Regions from separate parts of the Zea mays genome. Here region 2 is linked to region 1. A link is a contact called in public Hi-C data. All regions are on one chromosome and are shown on one strand. Each heading gives the region's core, a stretch centred on a gene start, on an enhancer-like site or on the middle of the called end of the contact. The rest is flanking DNA. Distances are from core to core; before and after follow the strand shown.

The links. Hi-C and Micro-C count contacts between places; a contact is called where the count stands out from the background.
Region 2: a Hi-C map of endosperm shows a contact between it and region 1, with 2.9 times the contacts expected there. The contact joins the promoter of LOC100284788 here to the promoter of LOC100216636 in region 1. A contact is called at or near these places in 3 of 25 Hi-C or Micro-C datasets (bundle sheath, endosperm and leaf).

What each region holds. Positions count from the first base shown.
Region 1 is chr4:182,087,998-182,091,754 of Zm-B73-REFERENCE-NAM-5.0, reverse strand. It overlaps LOC100216636, which reads right to left and starts at 1,439. Exons shown (of 20, transcript NM_001360066.1): 1 at 1,307-1,439; 2 at 162-473. The coding sequence starts at 464.
Region 2 is chr4:182,340,459-182,344,589 of Zm-B73-REFERENCE-NAM-5.0, reverse strand. LOC100284788 (thioredoxin-like 5) reads left to right here and starts at 2,382. Exons shown (of 5, transcript NM_001157683.2): 1 at 2,382-2,885; 2 at 3,088-3,159; 3 at 3,318-3,384; 4 at 3,495-3,512; 5 at 3,617-3,890. The coding sequence starts at 2,572. The coding sequence ends at 3,715.

The DNA.
Region 1 (3,757 bases), core at 190-2,689:
GTTGTGTGGTTGTAAGAGAGAAACAAAGTTATTTTGTTTCCAACAAGGGCTTCCCATCAATCAATCCCAGCTTACAGCTCTGACTAGTAAATTTAGTTATTTTGCTTGTGTAAAACAACAAACAGACAATGAATGCTACATAGGTAGAGTGAGATACACACCAATGACTTCATCTGGTACCTCGACCACTGCCGCTTTTGCGTTGTAAGGACTTCCGGATTGTAAGTTCCTGACAGGTCTGGTGCGGACGAAAACCCTTTCATGATTTTCGAAAAATGCTGCTGAAGCTTCTGCATTGGGCTGCCACTCTCATCTTTGGATGAATACACTACAGATGTCCGTGCAGACTGTGCAGTGGCAGCCGAGGCCGCAGCGATAAACGCTCTTGCAACCTCTTCGGTTGTTTGAATGAGGTTTGATGTGTTGAATTTAATACCCTCTGACCCATCATTCTTGTCCACCATCCTAAATGCCTGGTAATCATGCAAGCACGGAGATTGCTATTTCAGTGGTGTGATCGAGAGAGCAGATGGTAGTCATTATTTGTTAGTCACACAACAATAGGAAACATGAAGTAGTAGCACGAAAAACTTCCAAGGTCACGTTCATGTTCCAGTTATAGCATCTATCCAACAAGCAAATTGTAAGCCATTCTATCAATGTCCGCTTTGGGTCACCTAATTCCAATCATATAAAACTCCTGCCATCCACAGAACCTTAGATGTTCACTTCTACTAAAAAAACACCAAAACATGGCAGCTAAAACGGGTAACGAACAGCATGAAACAAACTAGTGTCTCAATCTAATATGCAGCCATAAAGCCACCTAACAACCAACTGCATGTACTTTGCTAAACTAAAAGGACCCCCCACTGAGCACACATCCCACTTTTCTGAGAGAATCACACAAGAGCGATGGCGGAATCTTAAAAGCGACAGCAAATCAAACGAAAGCACATAATTCTACACTAATATCAGATTTCCCGTCGCGGAGTGACAGGGACCAGCTCTTGTGGAGAACTGGAGTCTGGAGATGCCTATTCACAGTTTCGCACGCCGCTCCCAAAGGGGAAAAAAGTTATAACGAAGTCCACACACATGGATGTCGAAATACTGTGTCAGAATTGCTAGTTGACTACTCCAAAATCCATCAATCCAGTGTTCACGCGGGTGAGGGAAATCCGCGCACTCCAACCCACCAGATGCCTCAAAAAAATTACCAGCGGCGGCCGGGTAAGCAGGAATCGAATCTAGGCCAGCAGAAGAAGAAGAAAATCGGCAAAACCACCAAGAACAAATCGCTCACCAGTGGTTCCCGCGGCGGAGATGGGCTCGACGCTTCGCCCCGCGCTGATGTCTTCCTCCTGCTGCGTGCGGCGGCGCCCAAATACGACCCGGGACCGGGATCAGGACCAGCCGGCGGATGCGATGGCCTCCTCCCTCCCTCTCCCTCTCCCTCTCCCTCTCTCCCCTATCTTCTCTTCTCCCTCTGTTTTTCCCCAGTTTAATGCTTCGATTAACTATGGCGATTCGTTATGAATCGCGCAGATTTCGTTGGGTTTGGACAGGAGAGGAGAGATTTCGAAAGCGAGTTTTTCCCGTGGCGGAGTGGGACTCTGCTGGAACTGGGGCTCGATCTGCTGCCACTGCGCGTGGGCTCGGCTCGGCCGGTCCAGTATCGCGGGGCCCAGCGATGAGGAAGCAGGGTTCTAGTTGAGTTGACCCGGACTCTGTGGCCTCCTGTGTGGGCGGGTGCTCTCCGCGCCGCGCCTTGCGACGCGTGGCCAGCTGTGAGTGGAGCCAGCAGCGTCCCCTTCTACGTTTTTCTCTGGCTACGCTGTACACGGCGGCTGCCAGGCAGGCACCAGACATGTTTTTTTTAATGTAAATTTGCTGGGATTTTTGTTCCTAGCTTATTGAATTTTGATCCGAATAGTTTACTGATTGTTTAGGCTTTTTTATTAGCTTGTCAGTCAGGCATAGAAATACGCAGGAAGAGCCCTCACCTCTCAGGCTCTCAGTGACGTACGTATAGGTATTAGGCAGTGTTCAACTAGCCTTGTTCCAGCAAACAACTTTGTTGTCTTTTGTTCACTCTGATACCCAGCAATCGATTTTTTTTGTCTTTTGCTCACTGCTTGATTAAGATAATACGGCATTGGTTTTCCAGTCGTTTTCTGCTTGGCTCCTACCGAGCATGTCATTAGGACACTAGCGGTGGTTTGCGTTCTGGAAAGATGCCCAGTATATGCATGCTTATGGTCGAGAGATTATTCGTGTTCCTATGTGCATAGAAAGTTATTTCTGTGATATTTTGTGCAGTCCATCGAGGAATTTTTATAGTGATCCATCATACACTAAAATCCAAGTGAGGACCCGATCGGCCAATGGAATGGAGTAGGCAGAAATCAAAGCGATCGTTGCTGTCACTTTTTTCACTAGAACGATGGATTGGCCTGTAATCAAGGATCCATCCATGGATACGTCAAATCGAGCTTCTGCGTTTTGACCTAATTAGTGCTGCCGTTTATTCTGGATACGAGGAGGCCAGCCAGATCTCTCGCCACAAGTCCTTTACTATTGCTACTACTACGCCACAAGTACAGTACACAATCCAGTCTGTCCAGAGCCGTTACCCTACGGTCCAGAAGCTGGATCCATCCAGGGACATGTCGGATCCGTTACTCTGACAGTTGGATGACCCGTTGTACTCCTGCGCGAATCCTGCGCCTCCACACGGCACGCGTGCTGCGAGCACATGCATGCGACCACAGGAAGTAACGGCACATCTGTTTCCTTGGGAGGGAGGACACACACAACAAAAAATGAAACGAAATGATCAGGCCAGACGCCCAGGCCACGTGGTCGGCCATACGGGCGGCGGGGGCGACAGCGATGCGGTCCGGTCCGGATGTCGTTTCCTCGCTCGCTCGCTCGCCCCCTTTTCGCTTTCTTCGGCCCACGCGGGGGCGTGACGCGCGGGCCCATTACGAGCCCGCCTAACCAGAGAGCAGAGGAACTCGCTACGCGCACCCAGTCCAGGTGTGAGGTGTCACTCCTCGCGCAGAACTCTGACTGCACGCGCGTGCTGCCGTGCTTTTCTTCTAGTCCTATAGATCTTGCAGCGACCTTACGCTTGAGCTCGGGCTCGACCTAACCACACTACGGCTTGGTCTCCAACTCCAACTCCGTGTTGGATGTGAACCAGAAAACGCTGAAACCTGAAACGGAACGGAAGCATGAAAAAAGGTCAGAGGCTCGAAGCAGGTGCTACTTCTTATATAATACAGTAAACTCTTCTCCTCACCAACCAAACTGCTGGGCTACTATTGCATGCCTGAAAGGCTGAAACTCTGGCATGATGCGTGCACGTTTTGCTTCTGGCACATGCTAGCGGCTTAACGAACACCGTGTATCTACTGCCGAACTCGAGGACACATTTCCTCACACGATACGCCAGGGAAATTGCTGGCTCTTCGTTTGGCGTTATCGCCAAAAAGGGAGGGCGGATGATGAACGCGAGCACCAACACCACGCTTTCACGCCGAGCTTGCCAGATGCCCGGCCCCTCCCCCACACGCACACGCACACGCACACGCACACGCGCACACAAAACGGCAGTTCCTTTTCGCGTCGACAGGACCAAAGGGATTTCAGTCCTGGGATTTGTAGTTTATCTCGTTCGGCCTGCGCTTGTCCCCAACCAGACGGTATGCCTTATCAAGCTGGCTGTATACTTAACGAAAAAAAGAGTGCC
Region 2 (4,131 bases), core at 1,133-3,632, 250 kb before region 1:
CGGTTTAAGGCTTATTCCCGTCGGTTCCTGGCCGACGGGAATTAATTGATTTCCTGTAGTGATTTGTAGGTGCAATAGTTAAAAATAAAGGCATCAAAGTGAACTCTTAATTTTTTTTAGAAAATTCATTATATTATATTTAACATATGGATAAATAGTACCATAAAAAACATCGGAGATCAAAGAACTAGACTAGCCGGAGCGGCACCGATCCATCCTCTCGAGACGGGTAATGCTATATATATATAGCACTAGCCATTTCTATGCAGCTGCACCGTCCGCACAAGCCGAAACCTGTACAGCAGGTTGCAAAATCTGATTGAAGGAGGCAGCTACATGATCTGCATTACCGCCTAACCACAAAGTATATTAATAATCTGCAGGCGTGCAGTGGGCGGTGTTATCAAATACTAAAATAATTAAACTATATAGCTAGCAGCCGGGTGGACTGGTCCGGTTCCGATGATCCGTGCCAACTCCATAATCCAGATTAGACACGGACTACTACTGAAAACTAATGCACACGGCAAAAAATGAAAGTGAGGGAGAATAAACAAGATTCCGGCCAAAAAAGAAAGTGTGAAGGTGAGCCTAACACGTTCGAGAGACGAGGCAAGTGTTGCGATCGATTGCTGTGAACGTGGGCGTACGTGGCTCTAATAAAAGGCAGGGAGATGGACAGATGGTACGTAATAGGCCAGAGAGGGGTGAAGTGAGTTAGGTCTCAGCTCACTTGTTGGCTTGGCATGCTCACACAGGATCAGGATCCCATCGTGTCGAAGCTGCTTTGGTAAACGACCAGCCTGTTCTCCGTCCCTTTTGACTTGTCAATTAAGTTTGCCGCGAAGGGCAGGCGGCCGCATGAGAGAAAAAGGTCCACTAGCAAATGGGTGAGGTTGGCCATCAATCATTAGTACGCTGTATGGATCTCTCTCGCGCTCTGGCTTATGTGGAGATCTAGCTAGTTGAGAGCAACGGGCATGCATGCTAAGGGTCTAGGAGGTCTCCTCTCCTCAATGGCTCATCCGATCTTGAAGAGCCAGAGGCTTTAGGTACTACATTTTTTTTTCTTCTTCTTCACTACAAACAGTTTCTCTAAATAAAACTGTTTGATAGAACTTCTCCTCGATCGAAAGCTGAAGCCGAGAGAAGACATGCATGGTCTAAATAAGTTCACTAATTTAGTTGACATATTCGGTATCACAAACTTGTATGTTTTTAGTACAGAAAAAAAAAGGTGAAAACAGTTGGGACTTGTTGGACCCGTTCCATGAAAAATGGGCCCCGGCCCCGCACACCGCGGTTCGGAGATAGACACAGAACCGTACCTTAGCACCATCATGGACACTACACTACGATCCCGATCAGCCCTTTTTGAACCAGAATCATTTATTCGTGGTAGTGGTAGTGGTAGCACCCATGATCTCCTTGAAAAGGTATCACGCGTCAGCGTCACCATATATATAAAAAAAATCACTCTCCGCTATATGAGATATGTTATGGCCTACGTACAGGCGCGCAGGTATATTGGCCGCTATGAGTACAATGCAATGATGAGAGAAGCAGGTGCATGTCCCGCCGCGCCCAAAAGCTCCGATCCGGGGACGGACGAGAGCGAGACATGGAAGCCGTGAAGTACCCGAAAGATCCATGGAGTACGCCTTAAGCAAGGGCCTGTAGCTTTTAGCTTTGCTACTACCGTGTGTGGTACTGGGACCGCCGGACGTACGAAAGGCGAGGACGAGCGAAACATGCATGCCGGGTCTGCCCGGGAAAAAGCCCATGCACAGGCTGCATGCAAGCAAGCGCTGCAAACAGCGACTGAAGAAAAAGGGGTGAGGAAAAAACTAAAACGAACACCTTGTTGTTGTGCCGTTCCGGTTCCGGGCGCACACGCCGAGGACTGCCGGTAGTAACGGCGTGTGGAACGGGTCAATTTAACAAGCGGGACGAGAGGATGAGCTTCTCAGGCACAACACAAAGCGTATCGATGTCATATTGTTCGAAGTGTGGTCTCCGTTTTTCGAGCAGTTTTGAAGATGGCTGTGCTTCACAATCACAAACAGTGCTCGAATAAGCCCATTTACCTGCCCTTCGACCCTGTCCTGAAGAAATATGGTGGAACAGGCCGCAGCCCACGTAATAAGCTGAGGAGTATAGGCCCATCTTGGACTTTTAAGACAGCGCTGCGGCTGCGCTCGATCGAACCAAAAAAAAAAAGAAAGGAAAATCCACATGCAATGCAAAAGATCTCGACATATATCTTACGATCCGATGGGCCTACACGCTGACACGCCGACGCTTTTGGGTCTTGAGTCTTGACCCCATGGGCCCCGCCCGCCCGCCCGCCAAGTGCGCGTCTGCTTCGGATCTTCGTCACCGGATAAGCCACCTGCTTCCGATCGCACAGCCCTATCAACTCTCCTCGCCTGCCGTCGCCGCCTCGCGCTCTCCGATCCCGCGCATATTCTCCACCAGTAGTCCTCTGCTCCGCCACACCCACCACTGCTAGGGCGCCGCGCCGCAGGCCCGCAGCCCCCTAATCTCCGAGTGCTGATCACGCGGAAACCGATGGCGCTCCTCGCGCCGAGCCCGCGCGCGCTCCGCGTGCGGGAGACCGCGGCGGCGGCGCTCCCGCACTCATCGGCGACCGCTGCATGCTCGACCGTCGGCGGCGGGGCGGCCAGGCGGGCGCTGTGGCTGTGGGACAACGGCGGCGGGACCGGGACGGGGAGGAGGAAGGAGCACCGGGAGAGAGTCCGGCCGGAGGCGTACTGCTGGGACGTGTCCAGGCCGGTGGAGATGGAGGAGATCGACAGCATCGAGAAGCTCGATGATGCGCTCAGGTGGTCCGTCGAGAACAACCAGCCCGTCGTCATCGACTGGTACGAGAGTGCTAGCTTGTTGGTTGTTGCACATGTTGCCAGACCTGCAATGATCTCACTCTACTCCATTGACCTGTCTGGTTTTCGGATGTTGATTGTCATTAGAGTAGAATCGAGATGATTTTTCGCCTTTATTTTATCCGCATGCTTAAATCTAATATCATATCTCATCGGAAGTTGAGGCGCTGTCTATTGCTTCCAGGATGGCAGGTTGGTGTCGGAAATGCATCTACCTGATGCCCAGAATGGAGAAGATGGCAGGAGAATATCCTGAGTTAGTGTGACTTCACCTCAGCAGAATGTTTTTTTCGGCACAGTTTAGAGTTCTGTCCTATTGATACCTTAGCAAGTAAACTGAACCCGAGTTCTAAATACATACACATCTGAGATTATGAAATGTGTTGATCTGTTTAAATCACGTTTCTGTTGCAGAGTGAGGTTTTACTTCATCGATGTCAATAAAGTTCCACAGGGGGTGGTGAAAAGAGGAAATGTAACTGTAAGTCGGCAAATTCAGAGATTGTTGACAAGATAGTAGTTCATTCAAAAGGACTAAAATAATCTGACTGCCTTGCCTTTCTGTGTGCAATACTGCAAATCTACCTTCAGAGAATGCCCACTATTCAGGTGCCACTGCATTTTCTTCTGCCAATTCATTCCTTTCTTCCAAGAAACCGTGAATGCCTTGTAACTTGAAAAACATTGATCCTAAACCGTGCATTCATGTTCAGCTATGGAAGGATGGAGAGTGGAAAGCGGAAGTAATAGGAGGCCACAAAGCTTGTCTTGTGATGGATGAGGTTAGAGAAATGATCGAGAATAACAAGTGACTAAACACCCAAGTTATGCAATAGATGTTGTACTGTGTTTGATGTAAGTATAGACATCAGACGATCTCTTCATATACTAAGCTGAAATCAAATCACGTTTTAGTTTTGTACTAAGCCAAACTTGCTGATTTGAACCAAGCTTACTGAAAAATGCATTAACATCTACGATATCAAACAAATCTCAAAATACATTTCATGGTGTATTTTATTAATCTTGTTTGGTGTTTTAGTTGTTTGTGCATTTTTTCTTTTAACGTGGTCAAAGATTAAAAAAAAGTTTGACTTATGACAAAACAAAAATGGATTACAATTGTAACAACAAAGGGAGTAAAATCCATAGGATATATTGTATTTCAGGAATCAGGATGGAGGGGGGATATCTTGAATTATCATATCCTTCTTTATGTACTGGTCAT